Linked DNA regions of Sus scrofa: region 1 is linked to region 2. The links are chromatin contacts, called in public Hi-C maps. All regions are on one chromosome and are shown on one strand. Each heading gives the region's core, a stretch centred on a gene start, on an enhancer-like site or on the middle of the called end of the contact. The rest is flanking DNA. Distances are from core to core; before and after follow the strand shown. Region 1 overlaps ADCY9 (adenylate cyclase type 9). Region 2 overlaps TFAP4 (transcription factor AP-4).

The links. Hi-C and Micro-C count contacts between places; a contact is called where the count stands out from the background.
Region 1: a Hi-C map of liver shows a contact between it and region 2, with 2.0 times the contacts expected there. The contact joins two enhancer-like sites. A contact is called at or near these places in 1 of 5 promoter capture datasets (liver), 21 of 47 Hi-C or Micro-C datasets (alveolar macrophages, embryonic fibroblasts, epiblast stem cells and 13 more) and 1 of 2 datasets of contacts at active chromatin or transcription factors (skeletal muscle).

Annotation. Positions count from the first base shown.
Region 1 is chr3:38,289,072-38,295,356 of Sscrofa11.1, forward strand. ADCY9 (adenylate cyclase type 9) reads left to right here. Exons shown (of 13, transcript XM_021086711.1): 12 at 4,234-4,275. Among named protein-coding and RNA genes, the nearest start is that of CREBBP, 96 kb to the right of the region's middle. Within about 2 kb of position 3,505, at least 1 of the 83 cell types and tissues checked has an H3K27ac peak or open chromatin away from gene starts, as enhancers often do. A contact at or near this core is called in liver, where this site is marked.
Region 2 is chr3:38,060,563-38,067,325 of Sscrofa11.1, forward strand. TFAP4 (transcription factor AP-4) reads left to right here. Exons shown (of 8, transcript XM_021086701.1): 8 at 1-258. Among named protein-coding and RNA genes, the nearest start is that of SRL, 9.4 kb to the right of the region's middle. Within about 2 kb of position 2,794, at least 50 of the 83 cell types and tissues checked have an H3K27ac peak or open chromatin away from gene starts, as enhancers often do. A contact at or near this core is called in liver, where this site is marked.

The DNA of each region.
Region 1 (6,285 bases), core at 2,255-4,754, 230 kb after region 2:
CTGGGTCCTGTGACAGGTCTCCTTTGCGTTTTTTGAGGCGCGTTCAGACTGTTTCCTCCAGCGGCTGAGTCAGTTGACAGCTCCACCAACAGTGCACAAGGGTTTTCTTTTCTCCACGCCTTTAATGGTCCTGGATTTTTCTTGTCTTTTTTATAACACCTGTCTTCACAGGTGGGAGGTGGCGTTTTATCGTGGTTTTGATTTGAATGTCCCTAATGGTTATAGGGGCCTTGAGCATCTTCCCACGTACCTGTCGGCCATCTCTTTGTCTACTTTGGGAAAATGTCTGTGTGGATCCTCTGCCCAGTTTTTCGTCGGATTACCGTTTTTTTGCCTTCGAGGTGCGTCTGTCCCTGCGCTTTCCTTCGGCACCGATGCCCTCCGTCCTAACAGATAGTTACGGTCACAGCACGAAATACCTGTCGGCACATGTTAAGTCAGTGCCCAAAGAGTAACACAGAAAGGAAAGGAAAGGAAAGAAAAAGAAAATAATTTTTAACGGTGTGATATGTATTTGCCTGGAGACATGCTGGGGTGCCCATCCCAGAAGACAGCCTGCGGGAATCACCTGCTTCGAACTCCCAGTCACCCTCACTGTCCACGGGGATTTGGTTCTAGGACAACCCCCGCTCCCCCCTACCACTGGGTACCAAAATCTGAAGATGGTCAGGTTACATAAATGGCATAGTATTGGTATATAACCTACACACCCCCTCCTGTATTCTTTAAATCGTCTCTGGATTACTTATAATACCTGATACCGTGCGAATGCTTTGTAAATAGTTGTCAGCATGTGACAAATTTAAGCTTACTTTCTTGAAACTTTCTGGACATTTTTTCTTTAGTATTTTCAATCTGAGATGGATTGAATTCACAGATGCAGAACCTGTGGCTATATATAATGAAGAAATTTGAATTTCAGAAAGTAGAACCAGAGTGCCTGTTGTGGCTCAACGGGCTGAGAACCTGACGTAATGTCCATGAGGACGCAGGTTCAGTACCTGGCCTTGCTCAGTAGGTGAAGGATCCAGCATCACTGCAAGCCGTGGTGCAGGTTGCAGACGTGGCTTGGATCTGGGGTGGCTGTGGCCGTGGCTGGGGCCGGCAGCTGCAGCTCCGATTCCACCCTTGGACCAGGGACTTCCACGTGCTGCAGGTGTGACCCTCAAGGAAAAAAGAAAGAAGGTAGGACCAAAAGCCATTTCATACAAGACTGAAATGAAATAATGGAGGTGGCGGTGACACAAAAATGAAAAGAGGAAGCTGAGTCTAGCCTTTTTGAAGTTGGGCTCGTGTGCTGAGACAGACCGCAGGCTGTTGACGTGGGGAAATGAACAAGTCTGATGGTCCTGCCAGTGACCTGAGCCTCATTCCTAAATACCGTTTTGACATGGGCTGTGAGGGCAGTGACGAATCACTGGAAACACACCTTCTATCTTGGAATCCTGCCACATCTCAAAGAACACATTCCGTCCCCGGTACTCCAATGGCCTTCAAAGCCGGACCCCTGATGGTGGGGACAAAAGCAAGAGCATCGTAAAGACCCCTGGGACGGAATCCGTTCTTACTGCTGTGCTACAAAAAAATTAAAAATGAAACTATATAGGATGGCAATGATGTGTATGTATTTAAGACATCCTTTGTTAATGAAATCCAGTAAGACCTGTGTCCTGCATGGGTTCTCCTAGTGAAATCGAGTTTGGTTCTTAGTTGTTAAGATGAGTTTGAAATGACCTGTTGCACATTTGTAACTGGTTTTGTGGCTTTTATTTAACCTTTTCAATGAAATAAGTAGTTAGAAGCACAGTAATACCTTGGATAGCAAAATGCTCACAGTAATTTACTCAGAAATCTCACTGTAGTGTCTTAAAGCCGTTAAGCTTCTGTTTCTGTAACAGATTTCTCTTAAATATTGGACTTCTTTGTGTAACTGCCTGTAAAAACGTTTCCTGTGAGCACACATTAAAGAAGCACTTATTTATAATTACAGCGGGTTTAAGGTCACAGGCTGTTTCAGAGTTCCACGGGACATTTCTTCGTTGTGCTTTGCAGGACAATCTAACATTCCTGGCTCCCCCAATTAATATGGCAACCAGAGAGACCCCCAGAGTTTCCAAAATGCCCCCAGGCATCATCTTACTGTTGCCAGGAAGCATTGCCTTGGTAAATTCAACAGTAGAAAATGGTCCAGTTTGTCTCAACATCAGATGCAATTGCACGGTGCACTTTGGGCATCACCAAAGCAGTAGCCAGGAGCGGACAGAGTCCGTATCCTTCTCCATTTACTTAACAAAGTAATAACATGAAAGATACTCCAGTTCTCTGTGAATTGAGATCAAAGAGGAGTTTGAAGTGGAACTCATTTGGCATTTGAAAGGAGACTTTAATGAATGGTTAAATTACGTTAAGCAAAACAGAGCATCTCTTTTCCTTTCTGAGGTGTGGCCATCTGGGATTATTGTCATTATAAAGCTCTTTTCCTGGAGTTCCTATTGTGGCTGAGCGGTAGCAAACCCGACTAGTATCCATGAGGATATGTGTTCCATCCCTGGCCTCACTCAGTGGGTTAAGGATCTGGCGTTGCCGTGAGCTATGGTGTAGGTCACAGACACAGCTCGGATCCCACGGGGCTGTGGCTGTGGTGTAGGCCGGCTGCTGTAGCTCCAATTCCACCCCTAGCCTGGGAACCTCCATAGGTGGTGGGTACCACCCTAAAAAGATAAAAAAAAAATAAAAATAAAAATAAACAAATAAATAAATCTGTTTTCCCAAGAGCACGAAATTCAGCAGTCTGCCTTTTAGCCTAGAACCACCACAAATACCTTGTCAGCCATTCTCGGTGCCCTTTGCCTCTCTCGGGGCAGGCCCTTTCCCACCCACATCCTGAGAGCCACAGCCATGGGACACCCATCCAGTGCCTTTTCGCCCAGAATTCAAATGGGAGATCTTGAGGCGGGGCTGGCGGTCAAATCTCTGCTCGACCCAGTCCCCTGCTCCTGAGCACCCTTCCTGGCACCCACCATCCCTGCTAAGCCTGACGGGGAGGGGGGACAAAATGCAAACTCAACTCCCAGGAAGGGGAGGGTAGGCCCCTCTGGCTTTGGAGGGACACGGACACAGAGGTTACGGCAGTGTCCCCGTCACACCTGGACAGGGTGGGCAGAGGACATAAAGCCTTTGAATGTGCATTCTGCCTGTAGCTCTTGCTTTTCTTTCCTTTTCTGTGAAGTCACCTAACACCTCCTGTCTTCACAAGCCACTGCCACCCGGGAGAGCTGCTCTCAGGTGCCCTGCTGTGTCCCCTTTGCCAGGAGCGAGGCTGGGGGGCTGGAGGACGAAGCGTCAGGGCCTAGTGGGCCTGAGTGACGCTGGCTGTATCGTGACCCCAGAGGACACCGTGCAGGCTGTGAAGAGGGTGGGGGGCTGTGTGTCCTGGGTCCCTCCCCAGCACCCAGAGAGTTCTTCAGTCACGCCTGGTCTCCATGCTCTAGAATTGGGATTGGATTGCTTCGGGCACCACCAGGAGCAAAGTCCGGCTTCTCCGCTGTGTAAGCTGCCAGCGCGCCCAGTAGGGCCTGTTGAAATTGATCCTTTGCCAGTAGACCTCACTGTTGGAACATGACTAGTTTCTAGCCTGTTCAGACACCATGAGTAAATCCTTAACAGCGAAATGAATGCCCTGGATATGCTTTGTTGGTTTTGCTCTTTGGTGGGTGTGCCTGTTTTCTAAAACTGAAACACAGGCTCTTCCATCACTGTCTTTATCATTTTGTTATTTGTCATAAGCCATGGTGTCAGATTGTAATTAAAATTTGCTATACTTAACTGTCTACCTTGATCTCCACTTAAAAAAAGAAAGTTGTGGAGTTTCTGTCCTGGCTCAGCAGAAACAAATCTGAATAGCATCCATGAGGACCCAGGTTCGATCCCTGACCTTGCCCAGTGGGTTAAGGATCTGGCATTGCTGTGAGCTGTGGTGTAGGTTGCAGACGTGGCTCAGATCTTGCATTGCTATGGCTGTGGTATAGGCCAGCAGCTACAGCTCCGATTTAACCCCTAGCTTGGGAACCTCCATATGCTGCGGGTGCAGCCCTAAAGATACAGAAAAAAAAAAAAAAAAAAAAAAGAAAAGAACAGAAAAAGGAATGCTGTTTGTTTAAACTCTACTCAGATTGCTTTGGATAATGCCTTTTTTGCTTGTTATAATAATAGTTTTCTGTGTTTTAATTTCAGTTCCATAGTTATTTCACACCTTGATGCAGTACAGAATTTCAGGTAAGCTTTTAACATTGTTCCTGTATCTGGATAAGTGAGAGTGACTCTAGGACTGCCCTTCATCTCTGCGCTTCCTGAACGTGGTTGTGTCTGTGCATGAAAAGATCATGTGGGTTCTTACGCGTAAGCGGGAAATGGCTATTTGCTGACGTATGAGGTCCTCCTTGTCCTGTCCTCCTGGAAATGATCGTTAGCACGTCTGCCAGTTTCTCCTGCTCCCTAAAGGTGGAGCATCCCTGGAAACCTTTCCCAAGCCAGAAAGCGGAGAAGCAGTTACCTTAGGACGCCGCTCACTGACGGACGATGTCAAGGTCAAGCGCAGGTGCTCACAGACCCAGATCAGAGCAGTGGCACCTGGACCGGGCGCTGCACGGTTCCCAGAGGAACGTGGCAGGGCCGCTCCGCTGCTCAGGGTGCGAGCTGCCTCTGCGACACTCGCGGCTGGACGGCCTTTTGGCTTTGCGCCTTTCTGTCTAAAAGCAAACATCCTCTGCAGATTTCTTGCATTCGCAACGGCAGGTACTAATGTATAATGTAGGTAGGTCTTTGGTCACAGCAAAGCAGTAAAACGTGAACTTTCAGCCAGGGAGAGGTTCCTGTATTAGATTTGGTTTAATTTTGTTTTAACGATGAACATGTTCCAAAGGAAGTCTCACAAATCGAAGAAAAGTACTGCTTTTATTCCCTAAAATCTTTTGAAATAACTGATGAGAAATTTGAAAAATTAAATATTGGACCCTTGCTCTACTATAAACACAAAATTAATTCTAAATAAATCAAAGTCAAAAACCCTTTAATTACACTGCATGCCCTTTGCTGTCCCTGCTTGTTTATGTCCTTGGATTTTACTTACACCAACCTTATCTGCTGGTTTGCCGACAGAAATGTGTGAACAAAGAATAGATTCTAAAAGCCTTAAAAATTGTTTTTTTTTTCTCTTTTGGCCGCCCCATGGTATGTGGCGCTCCAGGGCCAAGGATCATAGCCAAGCCACAGTTGCAACCTAAGCCACAGCTGGGGCAACCCCGGACCCTTAACCCACTGTACCAGGCTGGGGATCGAACCTGCGTCCCAGAGCTCCCATGATGTCGCACATCCCATTGCATCACAGTGGGAACTTCTAAACATTTTTCAAATTATATCAAACTATATCAACATGTAGAAAAAAATAAAATTAAGTAGCTCTCAAGCCTCTGCGGCAGAGATAACTTTCCGTTCTTACTGGAAATAAATAGAACCCATGTGCACAAAAAATTAAGACGGACTGAGGGGGTGGTAAAAGCAGACTGAGATATTTGTGAGACTGTTATATAAAGAGGTCATTAAGACCTGCGTAGGTAAAAGACAAAACCTTCACACGAGAGGGAATGTAGCAGAAGATACACAGGTTACTCCTCAGGGCAGTGCACAATTAAATAACCGCAAAATCCCTTTGCTCTCCTAAACTATACCTTCAAAATGTCATCATGTGAATAACCAGTGCAGGCCAGGGTGCAAGCACATTTAAAAATGGATGATGTGTAACATGGGTTTATTTAATCCACATAGTAACCTGACACATTAGGTGACTTTGTCCTCATTTTCCAGGTGAGGAAACTGAAGCTCAGAGAAGTTAAGGAACCTGCCCATAGACACACAGCTAGTCACTGGCAGTGTTTAAACCCTGGCCTCCCTCACTACCAGGCCATGCTTTTTCTGCCACGCCTCATCACTTTTTAGAAGGTTACAATAGTTTTGAAATGTAATTGAACCATCTTAGGAAATAATCATAAAAATGTTTATCACCTGTAACCTAATAGTTCTGTTTTTGCCTATCTGCTGAGGAAGTAATTTAGCATTTGATAAAGGCTGCATGCCCCAGCTATTTTTTTTTAATTTATTTATTTTCCACTGTACAGCATGGGGACCAAGTTACACATACATGTATACATACTTTTTCCTCCCATTGTTTGTGTTGCGATGTAAGTATCTAGACATAGTTCTCAATGCTACACAGCAGGATCTCACTGT
Region 2 (6,763 bases), core at 1,544-4,043:
CCAGGTTTCCTATCTTCCACCCTAAAAATGTCTTTATCTCTCTCTTTTTGTTTTGTTTGTCATTGGTTCTTTTTTTTTGGTTTTGGTTTTGTTTTTGGTTTTGTGTTTTTTTTTTTTTTTTTTTTTTTTTTTACAATTTTGAGGTCTTTGTGTTCAAGGAGAAGCTATTATATTTTGTTAAGAAAGTGGGGGGAAAAAACCCAAGAGGCCACCGTGCCTTTATAAAGAAACAAAATAAAGTTTGTACTTTGTTTTTTAGCTTCTGTGTCTCCTGGTTGTGTGCCGTCCTGCGGAGCTGGCGAGGGCTTCCTGGAGTGGAGCAGGGGCGCGGGGAGCGTGACTCCCCTCACTTGTCCGTGGCGTTATGATGAGAAACCGGGGTCCTCGGATTCCCTGCGATTACTCTGGGTGTTCTGCAAAGATGGGAGATGGTGTTGGCGGTGGGAGGCAAGGAGAGAACGAACAAGTCAGCAGCAGGTTCCTTCTGCTAGAGAAAGTGTTGCAGGACTTAGGTACAGCGAAAGGAGACACCCGAGGCCTTTTGCCAAGAAGCAGCGTTTAGTTTATTCGTGCGGGCACTGGCTCAGCGGATTAATATCCAAAGGCTGAACCCATAACGCCGTGGGGCGTCGCCTTATATACCCCCCCCGTTAGGTTTCCCAGTACATCTAAGCCCCTTTGTCTCCCTTATACGGTAACATACATTCTGTAATTTCTGAGTTATAGCTACACCAGCGCCCATGGATACAGGTTATGTTACATGGTTATAGAACTGCGCATGCCTGCTCACAGATGCTGGTGTTGCAAGTTGGCTTCCCTTTGTTCTGGGAGGGCCCTTGCCCCTCCCCCCTGCAGAAGGGATATTCACAGGTCCTGACTGATCCCTAGGCTTTGCAGCTTCCTTGGCTTGTGGAACCTCTCTGAACCTCAGTACCCTCTTCTATAGAAGGAAAGGGAGTATTCCCTTATGGTGTGGTGTTTAAGAGCTCAGGTCTTCCAGTTGGTCTCCTGGGAGTCAGTTCCACCTGGGGCAAACCACTTGGTCTTTGAGACTCAGTTTTCTCTTGTGAAAGCTGGGACTCGTAATGACCCAAGGGCATTGCATCTTAATCCTCCATGACCAGATACTGCTTTATAATGTGTCCCTCTTGACCTGCTTGTCCTCGGGTACATGGGCCGGAACCTACAAACCCCGGAAGTTTTCAGTAGCATTTGCTACATGGCTATGTTGTACAATCATCACTTCTAACTAGTTAGTTCCAAAACATTTTTATCACTCCAAAATGAACCCCTTACCCATTAATCAGTTTGTCCCTGTTCCTGTTCCTCTGAGCCCCTGACAACCACTAATCTTTTTTTTTTTTTTTTTGTATATAAAGAAATGACAGTGTAATTTACCTTTGGCAAAAATTCATGCTTTTTAGTTTTTGATTATGGGAGGTTTTTGTTTTTGGGTTTTTTTTTTGCCTTTTTGCCTTTTCTAGGGCCGATCCCGAGGCATATGGAGGTTCCCAGGCTAGGGGTCAAATCGGAGCTGTAGCCGCCAGCCTACACCAGAGCCATGGCAACAGGGGATCCGAGCCGCGTCTGCGACTCACACCACAGCTCAGGGCAATGCCGGATCCTTAACCCACTGAATAAGGGCGGGGACCGAACCTGCAACCTCATGGTTCCTAGTCGGATTTGTTAACCACTGAGCCACGACGGGAACTCCTTTTTTTTTTTTGTCAGAGTTTTGACAAATGTATATAGTTGTGTAACCATCACCACAGTCAAGATATAAATTAGTTTCTTTGTCCCCGTGTTCTATGTTCCTTTGTGGTCCACCCAGCCCTTGGCCCTATGGTTCTTATGGTTTTGCCTTTTCTAAAATGTTATATAAGTATATTCATTTACAATATATGACATTACATATTTAGCATTTTTTTTCATATTTAGCTTTTTGAGTCTGGCTTTTTTTTTTTGGCTGCCTCTGGGGCATGTGAATCAAACCTGGACACAGCAGCCGACCACAACACATCAGTGACAATGCTGGGTCCTCTGCTGAGCCACCAGGGAACTGAATCTGGCTTCTTCCACTTATCTTTTTTTTTTTTTTTTTTTTGTCTTTTGTCTTTTTGTCTTTTGTTGTTGTTGTTGTGTTGTTGCTATTTCTTGGGCCGCTTCCGCGGCATATGGAGGTTCCCAGGCTAGGGGTTGAATCGGAGCTGTAGCCACCGGCCTACGCCAGAGGCACAGCAACGCAGGATCCGAGCCGCGTCTGCAACCTACACCACAGCTCACGGCAACGCCGGATCGTTAACCCACTGAGCAAGGGCAGGGACCGAACCCACAACCTCATGGTTCCTAGTCGGATTCGTTAACCACTGCGCCACGACGGGAACTCCCACTTATCTTTATTACTGTAATTTTCTTTGGGGTTGTATCTAAATTTACATAAATTAAATGTGTTTAAGAGGAAGCGCTTATCTAATATCTGAGTGGGAGATTTGAGCGACCCATCTTGGCCAGATTCAAGGTGCATCCCACAGGTTCCACGCAGCTAAGAGGGTCAATAGAGGGCGCTGTGGAACCAGGAGGTCTAGCCCGGCAAGGACAGAGGCTCCGCCCCCTTCCGGTGTCCGCGGGACTGCTCAGTTCCTATAGGCCAGAGGCGGGGGCTCGGGGGCGGGGCCATGGGAATACCCTCCCCCTCCCCCCGACCTGTGGTGGCGCGCCCTTCGACGGTGGGCTGAGGCGGAAGTCAGGGGCGCGGCCGCGGCCCCGCCCCTTCCCGGACTTGTCCCGCCCCACCCCTCGGTGCGCATGCTCCTTGGTATCTCAGGCCATCTCGCGCGCACCCGACAGCACACGCTCCTTTGGCCTCGCCCCTGCCCCGCCCCGCGCGTTCCCACGCACGCTCCGCACGCAGACGCCGCCATCGTGCGGCTTCCGCTTGTCGCCCGCACAGAGGCGCCCGCCGACTTTCTCTTGCGTCTGCTGGGCCCTGGGACGCGCTCTGCGGTCCCGGGTGGGGGCGCTCGCGCTACCCGGCGGAAGTCCGGCGCGTAGCACACGTGACTTACGATGGCCTGGAGGCGGTGGTCAAAAAGGGAGCAGTGCCATTAATTTTAATAACACTTGTAGTGGTAATCCACAGTGTCTGGAACGTTGACATTTCGGCACAGGTGATGAAGAAAACGCGCAGGAAATATAGCGTTCTTGTCTTCCTGACGAGTCTGGGAGCTCTGTGTGCCTTTTGCTCTGACCTCACCTTGGTGGGCACGGCCGCGGGTCCGGCCTCAGCAGCCCCGCGTGGGGTGGCGCGGATCAAGGCTTTGTGGGCGCGTGGGCGCCAGGCCTGGGGTTCGGAAAGGGCACGATGGAGAGTGCGGACAGTGCCCTGGGAGGAGGCATTGGAGAAGACGTCGGAACCCGGATCACAGAGGGCTGCCAAGTCACACTGGGAAGCTTGGGCTTTCTTTTTTGGTGAGGGGGGGTGTCTAGGAGAGACGGTCAATGCGAAGTTAAAAAAAACTTTTTTTTTTTTTTTTTTAAATCTTTTTAGGGCCTCACAGGCGGCACATTGGAGTTCCCAGGCTAACCAGGTTACCCAGGCTAGGGGCCCAATCCGGGCTGCAGCTGCCAGCCTACGCCTCAGCCACAGCAACGATGCGTCTGTGACCCACACCACAGCTCAAGGCAACCCCGCCTCCTTAACCCACTGAGCAAGCCTAGGGAATCGAACCGCATCCTCTTGGATCCTCGTCGGGTTCATTACTGCTGAACCACCACAGGAAATCCTGAAAACCAAGTTTTTATGGAAGTCCTGGATAAACATATGCTCAGAAAAGGGCTCATCGCTGAAGGCTTTAGCTCCTTGAATTGTCACAAACTGAATAGACACCCAGCAGCCAGCATGCACCAGGCCCTCAAGTGATTTATTTTTAAAACTTTTTTTTTCTAATTTTGGAAGTAGTTGTAGAAATGTACAGGAAGGCCCCACCCTTCACCCAGCCTGCCCCAGGGCTAACAGCCAACAGATGAAGAAGGTGGAAACCAGGTAGTTGCTGTCGCTGCCAGCTTATTCAAAATTTACCAGTTTCACATGCGCTCACCTGCGTATGTGTGTGTACAGTTGCTCTGTACCGTTTTGCCACAGTGATTTTTTTTTTTTTTTTGGTCTTTTTTAGCCGCACTCGGGGAATATGGAAGTTCTCAAGCCAAGGATGGGACCTATGCTGCCACAGTGACTTGAGCCTTGGAAGTGACCATGCCGGATCCTTAACCTGTGAGCTACCAGGGAGCTCCGCAACAGTGATGTTTGAGAGCTGGAGTTGAGAAGCATCCTCACCAGTACTTGATATTGTCAGGTCATTTTATTTTTCAATTTTTTTTTTTTTTTCCAACCAGTCGGGTAGGTGTAGGATGGAATCTCACCATGGTTTTAGTTTCCATCACTGTAGATTAGTTTTGCTTATTTTAGGTGTTCATTCAAATCATACGGGATATATGATCTTTTTGTCTGGCTTCTTTTTTGTCTTTTTGTCTTTTAGGGCCGCACCCGTGGCACATGAAGGGTCCCAGGCTAGGTGTCCCATCGGAGCAGCAGCCACAGCAATTCAGGATCCAAATCCGCATCTGCGACCTACACCACAGCTCAGGCAACGCCGATCCTTAACCCACTGAGCGAGGCTATGAACCTGAGTCCTCAGGGATGCTAGTCAGGCTCTCGAACCGCTGAGCCATGATGGGAACTTCACATGTGGCTTCTCTTAATATAATTCTTAGAAATTCATGTATGGTTTTGTGTATATCAGCCATCAATTCATTTTTATAGCTAAGAACATTGCATTACATGAATATACCACAGTTTGTTTAGCCAGTTACCTAACAATGGACGTTTGGGTTATTTTAGTAGATACTGTGCCCCAAATAGATGGTGCCAGGCTATTGATTCTGTCACCACTGTGTGCTGTGGCAGAGTGGCCATGGAGGGACATTCTAAGCACGTGCCGCTGACCCTCTTTGGGGGTGGGTTCTTCCGGGAGGGGCTAGGCGTTCTTGGTTCCCGGTGGCCTCCTGCTCCCTGTTTTAAGGTCTATTTTAGGGCTTAAACCTCCCGGGAAACGTAAGTCCGCTCTGATCTCTGGGATCATCATACTGTGTCGTCTCTGCGAAGATCCTTAGAAGAAATTCCTGTCGCGTTTCAGTAGCAGACACAATTTCACTTCTCGCGAACAGTTGGTTTGTTCTTATTTTAAGGACCCTGAATTGGCACGTGATCAAGTTACACACATGTGAGGCCTTAGGAATGTAGTGCGGTGGTGTGCTTTTGTGTCAGCCTGGCCCGTGGCTCCATTTCGTGTGCCTGCCTTTGTGTGGTTTGCTTCTCCTGTGGCTTCCAGTTCTTGTTTTCTGCGTGCGCTTGATGACTATTTGGGAGCCATCTTTATGCTTTTCCGGCACAGGGTGGGTCGTGAGCAATCAGTGCTGCTTGTGCCCCGATTTGGGGGCGTCCCTGGCAGCAGAGCAGTCGCCTGGCTCTGTGACACGTTCGAAGGGCTGTCTAGCGGAAAGGAGGACCTTCCTGTGACCTTGGCCTCCTTGGCGGTTGGTGAACTGGCCTCAGCCCAGTAGGTAAAGCACATGCAAATCCTCCAGCCACCTCTTGGAGCTGGCTGGCCATGCCGTCCTTCTCCTCAGAGTTTGCTGTCTCTGGCTCTCCCCATCCCACCCGAGCCCACGCCTCCATCCCTTCTTTATCCAGCTGCTTCTCTGTACTTTGCTGGATGCTGCTGTCCTTGGCACGTTTGTCTCCCCCCCTCTCTCTGGAGTTCTGCTTGTCCTCCCTCGCCCTGCGAGTCCTGAGCAGGGGCTGGGGTTAGTGCCATTCCCTGCCTCGGTCCCTTCTCTCCTCTTGCCCTGCTGAGTTGCAGGTTCTTGCATTGATTGACACGAGCGTGTGGTGCCCAAGAGGAGGGGGTAGGACTGGGGGCTGTGGGGCAGGAAGGGCCCTGAATCTGGCAGCTGTAGGAAGGAATGAGCTCCCCAAACGGTCTCTCCCCCCACCACACCCCTGGTGTTGAAAAGGAGCTGGGGTGACAGCTGCTAAGTTGCCTGAATTAGGGGGCCTAGGTCCAGGTTTCCCTGGGTGCGGCCTGTTTCCGTGGCAGCCTCAGGATCAAGTTAAAGAGGAAACAGCGGTGCAGTGATTCGAGAAGGCTGTGGGAGCCGCACACATTCCAGATTCAGTTCTGTCTCACATGGCCTCCTGGCCTGTGGGGAGACAAAGAGGATGCTCTGAAAATCTGAAAGAGAACTGATGAAAATCAGTTCCCTTGCCAGAACGAGGGATTGCCTGGGATGGATGGGCGCTGGGGGTTAGTGGGGGGCTGCTTGTTTGCAATCACGGGGCGAGGCAGTCTCCATACTCAGGGGAACCTCGAGGTGTGTGTCCCTGGCTTCCTGTGGGAAGATGGAGTGGCCAGTGGGGCGGAGATCCGGAATCATGTGGCTGGTTCTGGGCCTCATGTGGCGTTCACACAGCAGTTAGTGTTCACTGGTAGTGAGTTCCCTGTCACTGGAGGTGTTCAAACAGATCCCTGTCAGCTAATGTGGGAGGGATTCCTGCATGGGTGGGGATTTAGGTCCTTGTAAGGAAGACGGCTTCTAATGGCTGAGATAAAGGGAAGGTCCTCTCTGGGAGGGCTGCTTGCTGCCCTGTGTTAGTGTCGAGTACAGAGCAGATCCAGACGCAGGGGCCTGCGTTGTCAGGGTTTTG